Linked DNA regions of Mus musculus: regions 1 and 3 are each linked to region 2. The links are chromatin contacts, called in public ChIA-PET and HiChIP or PLAC-seq maps. All regions are on one chromosome and are shown on one strand. Each heading gives the region's core, a stretch centred on a gene start, on an enhancer-like site or on the middle of the called end of the contact. The rest is flanking DNA. Distances are from core to core; before and after follow the strand shown. Region 1 overlaps Gm34419 (a long non-coding RNA gene). Region 2 holds the start of Tnks (tankyrase, TRF1-interacting ankyrin-related ADP-ribose polymerase). Region 3 holds the start of Dusp4 (dual specificity phosphatase 4).

Evidence for each region. ChIA-PET counts read pairs in DNA pulled down with a chosen protein or histone mark. HiChIP or PLAC-seq counts read pairs in DNA pulled down with a chosen protein or histone mark.
Region 1: an H3K27ac HiChIP or PLAC-seq map of extraembryonic endoderm stem cells shows a contact between it and region 2. The contact joins the enhancer-like site here to the promoter of Tnks in region 2. A contact is called at or near these places in 2 of 484 Hi-C or Micro-C datasets (bone marrow-derived macrophages and extraembryonic endoderm stem cells) and 10 of 115 datasets of contacts at active chromatin or transcription factors (bone marrow-derived macrophages, differentiating embryonic stem cells, embryonic forebrain and 6 more).
Region 3: an RNA polymerase II ChIA-PET map of memory CD8 T cells shows a contact between it and region 2, with 100 read pairs. The contact joins the promoter of Dusp4 here to the promoter of Tnks in region 2. A contact is called at or near these places in 7 of 484 Hi-C or Micro-C datasets (CD4 T cells, CD8 T cells, embryonic stem cells and 3 more) and 5 of 115 datasets of contacts at active chromatin or transcription factors (effector CD8 T cells, extraembryonic endoderm stem cells, memory CD8 T cells and 2 more).

What each region holds. Positions count from the first base shown.
Region 1 is chr8:35,103,018-35,106,896 of GRCm38.p6, reverse strand. The region is part of intron 2 of Gm34419 (a long non-coding RNA gene); the gene reads right to left. Among named protein-coding and RNA genes, the nearest start is that of Gm34419, 9.6 kb to the right of the region's middle. Within about 2 kb of position 2,071, at least 12 of the 459 cell types and tissues checked have an H3K27ac peak or open chromatin away from gene starts, as enhancers often do. A contact at or near this core is called in extraembryonic endoderm stem cells, where this site is marked.
Region 2 is chr8:34,964,019-34,967,998 of GRCm38.p6, reverse strand. It overlaps Tnks (tankyrase, TRF1-interacting ankyrin-related ADP-ribose polymerase), which reads left to right and starts at 2,309. Exons shown (of 27, transcript NM_175091.3): 1 at 2,309-2,985. The coding sequence starts at 2,334.
Region 3 is chr8:34,805,795-34,810,072 of GRCm38.p6, reverse strand. Dusp4 (dual specificity phosphatase 4) reads right to left here and starts at 2,463. Exons shown (of 4, transcript NM_176933.4): 1 at 1,900-2,463. The coding sequence starts at 2,344.

The DNA.
Region 1 (3,879 bases), core at 822-3,321, 140 kb before region 2:
AGAGCAGTGGTGTGAGGAGGCAGATGCACCCACATCATAGAAGACCGTAAGAAGTTATTCAGGTAGCTCTCGTGAGTTGGTTCTCCCAAGGATAAGTCTTGATAAATGAGTGAGCTTGGACTGGAAGCTTAGAAGCATGAGGTCCTGAGCTCCAGCCCCAACACCCACGGGCAAGCCAGGTGCACCGACCGGGGGATGTTCATAAACATCCCAGCCCTGGGGAGGTAGAAGCAGGGGACAGCCTGGACAGCCAGTCTAGCCAAATTAGTGAGATACACTGTCTCCAAATAATAGTGATAGGGCTGGAGAGATGGCTCAGCAGTTCAGAGCACTGACTACTCTTTCAGAGGTTCTGAGTTCAATTCCCAGCAACCACATGATTGCCCTCAACCATTTGTCTCGGGATCCAATGCCCTTTCTGAAGACAACTACAGTGTATTCACATATATAAAATAAATAAATAAATCTTAAAAAATAATAGAAACAACAATAACAAAAGTGATAATAGTGTGGAAATGATTGAAGAGGATGCCTGACAATGACCCATGGTCTCTGTCAACACATCCATGCACTTACTTGCACGTACACATGCACACACACACACACACCCATGTATGTACACACACTTGCACACTCACATACATACACACTGAGCTCTTATTATAAATCAAGTTCAAGGTGGCTTAAGCCAAATAGGAAAACTCAAAAAAGAGAATCTGAAGTGATTGTCCTGCCTATCTCCCCACATTATGTGCCCCCACCCTATGACATCATCTTCCATGAGGCCTACAATAGAGACAAGCACACCCTAGCAGCAGGCTCTTGGACCTCCAGAAATAAACCTCTTTTATTCATAAATTAATCCAGCCTCTAGTATCTCACTATGGTAAAGTAAAATACAATTAACGTCTACAGGTTGACATTCTGACAGAACCCTCATGAGTAGCCTTAAGCCAGAACCACCCAGCAAAAGCAAGTAACATATTAAGACACGTGGATCATGAGATATCAATGCTAATTATCGTTTTAAGTTGCTAACTTTTGGTAAAGATTAGTTTGCAGCAATAGATGACTTAATATAAAATGAATCACAGCAGTTGACTCAGCAATGAGGCATATTTAATGCACTGATAATAATGTTAGAAGTCTCGAAAGAGTCGTCGCAAGACGAGGGCAAGCAAATGGGCTATAAGAGCTAAGAGTTACCACCTAGCAGGTCAATAGGCACCGCCTGAAACTGAAACACCAAAAACAGCAAAAGGCCAAGCGTGGTGGCTCACGTCAGCACACAGAGGTGGAAGCAGAGGAATTGCCATGAGTTTGAGACCAGCCTGGGTAAGACCCTAACTCCAAAAAAGGAAAAGAAACAACAAAATATCTGTTATAGAGAGAATATGCAGGGAAAATGTCAGAAAATTACCTAAAATTATTAAAAGGCCTTTCTTCCAGGAAAAAAAAAAACTCTTAAAATAGTAAAGGGTAGTTAAAAGACCTGACACCACCCCTATGATGAATGTTTTAATGGCATGTGATTGTTTTATATTTACCATTCAATATAAATAAATTGTTTTGTTTTAAAGGCTCTCCCTGTATCTGATGGAGGCTTGGAGATGCTGGGTTTGAGGGTTTGAGGTGCCTGAGAAAACTCACTTCAGACACCGGGGCTTAAAAAAAAAAAAAGAAAGCTTTATTTTCTGAGCACTGAGGGAGGTGGTCAGCTGGGGACCTGAACTGAGCCCTCAAAAGGGAGATTGTGCATTTTTATAGGCTGTTGTTTTAGGGTTCTATTGCTGTAAGAAACACCAGGACCAAGGCAACTCTTGTAAAGGCAAACAATTCACTGGGGCTGGCTTACAGGTTCAGAGGTTCAGTCCATTATCATCGCGTAGGAGGGCAGGCCTGGTGCTAGACGAGCTGACAGTTCTGCATTTCTATCCAAAGGCAGCCAGAAGAGGACTGTCTCTTCTTCAGGCAGCCAACAGGGCCTTCTCTTCCTCACTGCAGGAAGCTTCAAAACACATTCCAACAGTGATGCACTTCCTCCAAGGCCACACCTACTCCAACAAGGCCACACCCACTCCAACAAGGCCACACCTCCTAATGCTGCCACTTCCCATGAGCCAAGCATATTTAAACTACCACAGATGGCAACCCAAAGCAAGGGGCCTGGGCTGGACTGGGCTGCTGCATTGACAATCACACTTTGACACAACAGGTTAAACAAGGAAGTTAACATTGGTGACTAGGCCTTATCTGGGACCCCTTGTCACAGGGTCCTTAGGGCAGCTTTTGCAGCCAGGTCCCCTCCTGAACACTGGCCAGGAATCTAGAGTGATAAGAGAACAAAGAAGTGGGCAGGCTGCACACAGTCAATTAAGTCACTGCAAGTAACACATTTATGACTTCATTTAGGACTGTGTGCCTTAGTTCAGATAACAGGATAACAGCATCTTCTGTCTTTACATCCTTTACTGCGGTTAACAGACAAGCATGAAACATCTGAAGAAGCAGGATGGGAGTTGGGCTTTGGGGCCTGGGAACATGAACTCAGTTTTGATCCTGCCAGCAAGGTGGAACTTGTTCATGAGGTGACTGAGCTCAGGAAACTGCCTCCTAACAGGAGAGACACTGGTGGTGACACAAGCTCTGGAAAACTGTGGGGACACTACTGTGGAGCCAAAGAGGAAGGGGTTTCTAAGGCAGGGGTGTGAGATTTCAGGTCTCTAAGCAAGGGGGTGGCTCTGGACTGTGTGTTGTATCTGAACACACCTAGAGGAGGAGCCTGCTATAAACACTCTTTAGGGCTGTGTGTGTGAAGGGGGCTTAGGACTATTCTTTGGTCAAGAGACCCACCCTCAGCCCTCCCTAAGGCTCCCACCCCCATTCCCACCCCATTCCCACCCCATTCCACCCCATCCCCCACCACTCCAGAGCCAGGAGGCCCTAGCATGGTGGGCCTACAGCCTGCCTGTGGGAAGCCACATGTGCCATTGCAGGGTGGCGCTGGCTTCCGCTGGCCACCACGCATACATAGGCAGTAAAGTTTTTTTGCTAAGATGAGGTTTTGAGAAATAACCAAAATTAACCAATCAGATGAGAGACAAGTTAACCAATCAGATGAGAGACAAGTTAACTAATCAGATGAGAGACAAGTTAACCAATCAGATGTAGGCATGCAAATGAGGTGGTAAGCATAACCTAAGCACAACCAATCCAGGTGTGAGACACGCCTCTCCTAGGCCTATATAAGCAGCACCAGTTCTGGGCTTGGGGTCTCTTCCCCTCTGCAATCAAGCTCTCCCAATAAACGTGTGCAGAAGGATCCTGTTGTGGTGTCTGCTTTGTCGGTGAGCCAGGGCTCGCGCAAGACCTGCCTTTATTTTTTCCTGATCACTATGTGCTTTCTCACAGAGTGAAACAAGATGGGAAAGTTATGGGGCACTGTAAGCCTACAGTCGCCTTTTCCAAAGCCACCTGGGCAACTCCCTTCTCCTTCCAGGATGCTCACTGGAGGAGAGCTTCCATATCCAAGAGAAGTACCCTAGCCAGTATTCTCACAGGTCAGAATCATCTGGAAACGTTATAAGCAGGGTCCCTATGCCTTTCCCAGCCAAATGAGACACGAATAATGAAGTCTGAGAGAAAACTGATAAAAGATGGTATTAACACCCAGGCTGTCTTAAGGTGACCGTGTAAGTACCTTACCTTTTTCTCACCTTCGACACTGCTCTAGAGAGCTCAGGTGACACAGACACCTAGCTTTGCCTGTTTTCAGTCCCTTCTGCTGCATCTCCCGGGTGACAAGGTCAGAAGAAATGTATATTTACATGGACACCCCACACTCTGTACTAATAATAGTTTAGTATGCCCATAAGCCCT
Region 2 (3,980 bases), core at 1,060-3,559:
AAAGTACGAAGTTAGAATATTAACATTTAATCAAATGTGTTGGTCTTGCAGAAAGGAAACTGGCAGAATGTTGGCTTAAATAACCTGCTTACACGTACACAGCCGGGAACTGACAAAGCTTGAATTTCAATTGCAACAATCTAAACCATCATTTAAAATTGGAATCTAGCAAAGTCACAGAGCATGAGTGATGGCTGTTCCTGGTTGTCGACTACATCTGGAATGAACTACAATCCGGAAATGGAGGGCATACCTGTGATCCAGATCTTGAGAGTGGATGGCACAAGCTCTGACAGGAGATGACACACACTTTTGATTCAGATCTTGAGGCACAGTGACCATGCAAAGCTTAGGCCCAGACAGGAGTTGCTTTAATCCCAGGAGACTGAGGCAAGGAGATCTGATTTCAAGGCCAGCTTGGGACTGTGAGCTCCAAATCCAGGCATGGTGGTACACACATCTGGGCCATACCTTCTGCTGAAGCCTATATAAGGACATTAGAAGAAAGAAGACTCACTCTTCTTCGCATGCTTGCACTTACTGGCCAGCATATCCATTGGAACCTACTTCTTCGGGGGAGTCCAGTGTAAACAGAAGACCAGCTAAAACAGCTAACCTTGTGGGACTGAGCAACTACTAGACGCTTGGACTTCCCATTCACAGCTGCCCATTGTTGGGTTAGTTGGACTACAGACTGTAAGTCATTACAATAAATTCCCTTATATAGAGACATTCCATAAGTTCTGTGACTCTAGAGAACCCAGACTAATACACAGAGTGAGAAAACTTACAGGGAAAACTCTCACCAGACTATGAGAGTTTGTGCAGCCGATTGCCACGAACGCCAAGGAGCAGAGACAGGACAGATTTTTGAACTGCTCTTTTCAAAGTGTCTGTAATCTGAGAGGACAGGATTAACATTTTAGAGACTTGCTTTACCTGTTGTCTCTGCGCTAGCAAAGCAGAAGAAAGAAGTCAGTCATTCCAGAGTACGGCCACGTCTCTCATGTCATGTGGTCTGCTCAGTCTCCGAGATTCTCGTCTGGTGCTCCCCCTCCCCCACCCCGCTCCCCCATTGCTCATTCCTGTCCCTTCTTATTCTCTGTCTAGTTAGGTTTGCATACTCCCAATGCCAGTGAGTCTTGCATGCCTCTCAGAGCATCCTTAGTCAGATTTAACTCTGAAGAGACAAACCAAGCGGTGTGTCCTCCTGACCCACTAGCATAGTTGCGGCCATTTTGTTCCATGCTTGCCAGCTATTTCATATTGTTGCTGTAATATGCCTACCAGCCTTTGACATAGAAAAATAGTTTGACTCAGAGAAGGGTCATGCTGGTCACATCCCCTGTTATGTTCTGTATGTCCTGAGGTTTGTTAATCTTAAGGAATTCCACAAAGCTTTACATAGGGCCCATCAAATTAAAGGTCATTATGAACTGTTATGTCAAAAATGGCTTAAATCAGACCTGATCACCTGGCAGAACTTCCTGCACCTGAGAAAGATCTCATTGTCGTTTGTGTGTGTGTGTTTTCCTTTATAAGCTGACAGAAAAAGATAATGTAGTTCAGATAATTCTGAGCTATGTCCATGATCTAATCAGTATTAGGGTATAAATTCAATAATCCGACTCTCAGACCCCAACACTGAGCTATTGACAGTGTGTATGTGCATGGATTCCTTTCTCCGGTATTAAGTACAAATGCTCTTAGAGAATAAAGTTCCCTTATCCTTCCCTCCTGTCCCGTGTCAGAATGAGACGTAAGAGACAGTACAAAGAGACAGTAAGGTGGAGAGATATCTAACACTGCATTTAAAAATATTCCCAATGTGCTAATTATAATTATTCTTCAGAGCGTTTGTATGCATTAGCTCACTTCATTCCTGCAAACAACTTTGTGAGGTGGGTACTATTAATTCCATTTTCGGACGAGGACGTTTGGTAGATGTTTGCATAAGTTACACTTTAATAGCTTCTTCTGAAGGGAGACACCGCAGACTGACGGGTACCCGAGGGAAGACTGAAGCCGACCGAAGCAATCCCGCAGAAAGTGAAGGAAGGCAGAAGTTTCTCAGACAGGTAGTGGCTCACCACAACTTTCAAATCTGCCCAGCCAGCCCGCCAGGGCGTCACAAAAGCCCGTCGCTCCACTACTAAGCCACGCCCCCAGGCTGGTTGTTCTCTGAGCTTCCAATACTTCCCTTCTTCTCTCGGACTCCACCCACTTCGGCAGGAATCATTTCCGGGTATGTTGGATCCCGATTGGTCCAGAATCCGGAAGTGAGGGCGGGCGGTGGCGCCGTTGCCGCAGTGACAGTACGGGGGAGTGGGAAGATGGCGGCGTCGCGTCGCTCTCAGCATCATCACCACCATCATCAGCAACAGCTCCAGCCCGCCCCAGGGGCTTCGGCTCCGCCACCGCCACCTCCCCCGCCGCTCAGCCCGGGCTTGGCCCCGGGACCCACCCCTGCCTCGCCTACGGCCGGCGGCCTGGCGCCCTTCGCCTCCCCGCGGCACGGCCTGGCGCTGCCGGAGGGGGATGGCAGCCGGGACCCGCCCGACAGGCCGCGATCTCCCGACCCGGTGGACGGCGCCGTCTGCACCGTGGCTGCTCCGGCCGCGGTCCCGGCAGCTTCCGCCGCCGTCGGGGTCGCTCCCACCCCAGCCGGCGGCGGCGGCGGCGGCGGGAACAACTCCGCGTCGTCCGCTTCTTCCCCGACTTCGTCTTCGTCTTCCTCCCCGTCCTCCCCTGGCTCGAGCTTAGCGGAGAGTCCCGAGGCGGCCGGAGTTGGCTCCACGGCAACTTTGGGAGCCGGGGCGGCGGGCCTCGGCCCGGGGGTCCCAGCCGTGAGTGGGGCCCTGCGGGAGCTGCTCGAGGCCTGTCGGAATGGGGACGTGTCCCGGGTGAAGAGGTTGGTGGACGCCGCGAACGTGAATGCCAAGGACATGGCCGGCCGAAAGTCTTCTCCCCTGCACTTCGCAGCAGGTCTGTCTGGGACTTGAGAATTGTGGTTTACGGGGTTCGGAGCGGAGGGTGGGTGATTGGACCCAGGACAAAGAAGTTACAGGTTGTTAGCAGGACTTCACCCCGAGAGCTGAAGTTTTTAGTGCATGGGTGGTGGGGACTTGGAAGCGGGGACGAGGTGTGAATTCACCCCTCAGTGTTTGCAACCGTGGTACTTCAACTTATGCAAACTCTGTGTAGCGGTCAACCCTGGATGTGGGCATGCTTAAAACTTTTTCAGTTCAGAGTGTGCCTGCCTGGGACAAGTTGCATTTGAGTCGCTTTAGGGACAGCTTTGTCGTTCGTGAGACAGTTTTGTTTTTGTTTTTGTTTTCGGCACGGTTTTGTCCCCGGAGGACAGACAGTCCCGGGCCAAAAGAAGTGTACGGTAACTCAACAAGTGTTTTAAGAATCTCTCATATTCTTAAGATACACAACGCAAGACAATGGGGTTTGTGAAACGTCACGTTTTCTATGAAGTCGACTGTCTGTTTGGAGAGACTACAGCGGGCCAGTCGGAGACAGTAGTGATAAGGGTATTGTGTGCCTTATGATAAGGGGCAGAGAGAGACAGAGAGCGAGAGAGAGAGCGAGAGCGAGGGCGCAGCTTTGAGGTCCATTGTGTATTTACCTTGTCTCTCAGCTCATTTTCTTAGAGACAAAGATGAGAGGTTGTTTGAGCAAGGATCTAGGAAGAAGTCTCTGGCGGGGAAACTCTCCACATAGGCACTGATTGCTAAATGCTGAACTGAACTTTTTTTTGCCCCATCCCCCTTCTGAGTATGTAGTTGTTTTCTTTTTGAAACGCAGAATATTTTTATAAAACACAGAAATGTAGAACAAAACTAAAAGGGCTGTAATCTCACTGCTTTGATACTTTTGGTTGATTTTTTTTTTTAAATATAGGTGATGCCCTTAAAACAGTACCTTTGAAGTGTGTACTTACACATTTATTATAAATTCAAATAGGACAGAAA
Region 3 (4,278 bases), core at 1,214-3,713, 160 kb after region 2:
GTAGAGTGCCGCAAGCCATAGGTTTAACATTAAAAATATGCCTCCCTCCCTAGGCGCTCGGCCGACCCCGGGGCCCGCACCCAGGAAGGAAGCCTAAGGGCTCAGGCTCAAGGCAGCTGCCGCTCCAGCTTCAGGGCAGTCCCAGGCGGAATTCTTCCAGGAAGAAAAACAAAACAATCCCTGACTCCACGTGGGACTGAAGTACTCCTGAAGCCAGGGTTGGAAGACATGGGCTCCGACTCTCAATCCAACCGCTGGGCAACCCAGGACAACCTAGGACTTTCACCCCGAAACAGTTTCACCTTTCCCACCCGCGCGATCTCGATTCAGGGGCCCAGGCAGGACACCCCGCCGAGGGAGGACCCGGGACCTGCGCCTTTCCTAGGCAGGGCTCCGCGGATACTGCGTGGGGCCCCGGTTCAGACCGCTGGCCGGTCGCGAGGTCCGGAACCTGTGTTCCTGGCCGTCGCTCCTAAAGCGTTTTAGGGAGCCGGCTGAGAGACTGGGGCTCGGCTGCAGGAGCCACAGGCGGTCCTTGCAAAAAAAAAAAAAAAAGAAAAGAAAAGAAAAGAAAGAAAAGGAAGAAAAAAAAAGAAAAGAAAAGAAAAAAATCGCCCTGGCAGTTCAGCCTCAGATCAACAGCAGCGTTTCCCCAGCAGCTGACGGGTCAAATGGTCAGGAAACAACTGCGGAGAACAAAGCCCCCCGCTGTTCCGCACGGCCAGCCTGGCTCGCCCGCACCGGGTGCCGTTCGGAGGGGACGCGAGAAAGGGTTTCGCTCCCGGCCTCCCTTCCTTAAGGAAGACAAGACACTAAGAGGAAAAGTCTGGAAGACGGGGCGAAGAGCCTCGGCAGGGAAATGGGCGGCTCTTGGAAGGCGGAGGTCGGACAAACCTCCAGGCTTTGGAAGCAAAGACCAGACCCGCGCGAAAGAATGCACGGAATGCGGTGGCCGGAGGTAGGGGAGCAGCGCAGCAGGGGGCGCCCGACCCCCCCACACACACACACACCCCGCACCCTACAGTGCTCCCCAACCGGTGGCCGGCACACCGAGCGAGCTGGCAGGTGCGGCGAGCGGTCCCTCCCCTTTGCCAACGTCTGAGATACTGCGCGATCCTTTTGGGGTGTCTGACTTCTCAATGTGACAAGCCACCCTCTCTCCGGCCACCTAATTTCCTACGCCAGGGTTCGCTCGAACCAGGCACGCGCCGCTGGCAGAGTCGAGAATGATGTGTGAACAAAAGGTGGTAACTCTCTGCTCCCGGGATTAGCAGGAGCAGGCGCGGTTGTGCCTGGTGTCCCCCCACCCCCCCAAATACAGCACTTCAGCCTCCCTTAGACCGGGGCAAGTGGGGGTTGGCCGCCATCCAAGAAAGCTCTGAGTTTAGGCAGCGGGGAAAAAAAGAGATAGCTCCCCAGGTCTGCACCCCAATTCTCCTTTCCTCATTGACCGATGTGTATGAACTCCTGAGACAGCTCCTACCCTAGCATTCACCTTCCTTCACCCCCCTCTAGGGTTCCCGGGGTTATACCGAACCAGGCCTCTCTCGTCCCCGTGGGACCTAAGAGCGCGTTCTCAGTACTTGAAGCTGGGCTGCGCAGAGGAACCGCTGCCAGCATCCAGGCCAGAACCGTTCGCGTAAACAAACACGGAAACTCCAAGACGCGTGCGGATTGCAGGTGATTGGGGAAACGCGCCAGCACGGCCTCCCCGGGACTCAGGCTCCAAACCACAGCAAAACCGTTCACACTGACACGCACAAAGACACGCGAGGAAGGGGACTCCAGCACCCCGTAGTCACTCGGGTACTTTCCTCCCAATGCCCAGCAGGGCTCAGGCCGCCAAGTCCCTTACACTACCTACCCTCCCACCTCGCTCTCCCGGGCACCCACGTTTACCTTTAAGCAGGCAGATGTCCGTGCGCTCCGCGTTCCGGCGCAACGCCTGCACGACCAGCGACACCGTGCTGTCCTCCCGGAGACTCTCGGCGCGCGGGCTGCGCTCGTCGTAGACGATGACAGCCGAGTAGAGGCCAGAGCGCAGGCGGGCACGCACCTCTTCCTCGGCGGGCAGGATCTGCTCCAGGCTCACGGAGCCCTTGGCCCTCCGCCGCACGATGGTATTGCAGCGCACGTTCACCGAGCCTCGGATGTAGCCCGCGCTGTGAGCCAGAAACGGCCTGCAGTCCAGCAGCAGGCACTTGCCGCCGCTCAGCAGCCCCAAGGCGCCGTGGCTGCCGCTGCCGTTGCCGCCCGCGCTGCCGCCGCCGCCGTTCTCATCCCGGTTCATCAGCCTTTTGAGCACGCTGCAGTCCATCTCCCGCAGTTCCTCCATCGTCACCATGTCGCCGGCAAAACGCAGTAAGCTGGGGAGCTAGCTGGAGAAGGCCAAGGGCACCGGAGCCAGCTAGGCTAACAAGAAGGAACCAGGCGAGGGCTAAGAGGGCGCCTGCAGAAGTGACCCGCAAACTTGGCCCCAGGCTCTTCTCCCTCTAACACCCCTGCTTCCACCTCCCGCAGCCTCAACGTTACATAGCAGTCCCAGCCTTCTCTGGCGCCAAAGCTGGCGGGCGCGCGGCACCCGGGGCAAGCGATCGAGCAGGGGAGTGTGTTTACGAGAGAGGGCTCCTCTCGGTTTGTCGCCTCTGGTGTGTTTTGCTAGCTAGGGCTGCTTCTGCCGTGGGCTCCGCCGTTTCCCCCACCGCTGCACCGCCGGAGCTGCACGCACTGCCCCAGCCAGAGTTTCCTCCTCTGGCTTAGAGATTTATTAATGCTCGCCGGCTCTCCCGGGGGAGGGAAGAGTCATTACTACCTCGCCAGGCCCCGCCCCCAACGCAAGCTTCCCGCCCCGCCCCCACCCCGGCTCGTGAATGGAGCGCCGGCCCCCTCGCACCCAGTCACGGGGACTCGACGTCACAAAGAGAGGAGTAAACAGGGCGCTCGGTGCTGGCTGCCAGGCCCATTCATAAAACGGAGACCTAGAGGAAGAAAAGGAGGCAGCCTCCGACCCGCCCGCGAGCCGGCGGCTCGGGGACTTTGTGAATGGAGCCGCGGCGCGGTGCCCTGTCCTTCCTCAGCCCCGGAGCGCGGCGATCCTGGTAGAGATCGTTGCGGGTGGCGACGCGGGGCCTTACTGAGGCCTGGGCTCTCCGTGTGGAGGTCTTCACCCCTGCGCTCCCCCCCACCCCCCCGGCCTCCCCAGTCTTCGAGGTCTCGCTCCTGCAGCTCCGAGAAACCTGACACTGTGCGGCTGCCACCCCGTAGGGCTTGGGGACCTCTCCTCGCCGGACTTAATCTCGTTCTTCGTGCCCGGCCGGTTGTGTTTTGTCTTTGTTTTTTTCCATGCGATTCCCCGGACTTAGTTTATACATTAGCGTGATCGATTTCCATCCCGAGCTATTACATCTGGTTTATAGCTTCCCGCGGAACCTGGGCCAACGCAGATTTAGAAAGATGAAAGGGAAGGCCCTCGCGCCGAAGCCCAATAACAAAAGAGAGGTGGAGGGGTTTGTTACTTTACAACCCAGAGGGGGGCGTTAATTGGCCGAATGCTGTGCCCGTGCAAGAGAATGGGAGGCACTCGGGCCCAAGCTTCCTAAAACCTGCTTTTTTAACCATGGGGGGGGGGGGGGGGAATACCCGGAGGTTTTCCTCTTTGGTGGGAGTCCTCGCTTCCCTCCTCACACGCAACGTCCTCTAAGGAAATGACGGTTAAGGTCTACATTTGGTACGAAGGAAAAGATGCTGAAAAGTGCCCATGGGAAGAATGACCTTTTATAAAAGCAAATGTAATAAGCTAGGAGACGATTCGAGTTTCCGCATCCCTCTTTCCAGGTCACGTAGCATCTGCCACCCCCCATTTTACTTTCGGGGGGGGAGCATTTAATTTCCCAAGGGCTCGATTTTGGCAAGAGAGGAGGTTATGCGCGCATGTGGTGGGGACCTTACAGAGAGCCAAAAAAATTATTTGGCCGAGATCTTGCCAAGTCTTGTTAGCAAGAATTAATCACCGAACAAGGGAATTACGGGGTTTGGTAGCGGCGGCCAGGTCGAATATTCCATTTCAAGTTGCGACTAAGCCTGATTAAGGCAGCGAGGGCCGCCGAAGCCTTGGGGTCCTTCCCGCCCTGTTCAGCCTCCTCCACTGTTACCCTTTGCTTTGTTCTCTGCGTAGCTGCTCGCCCGAGATCACCTCCAGCTCTCATTTCAAGGCCTTCTACCGGCTCTCTGCACTCTGAAGGCCCTGACACCCCTTTCAGGGTCCAGTGGGCTATGGGG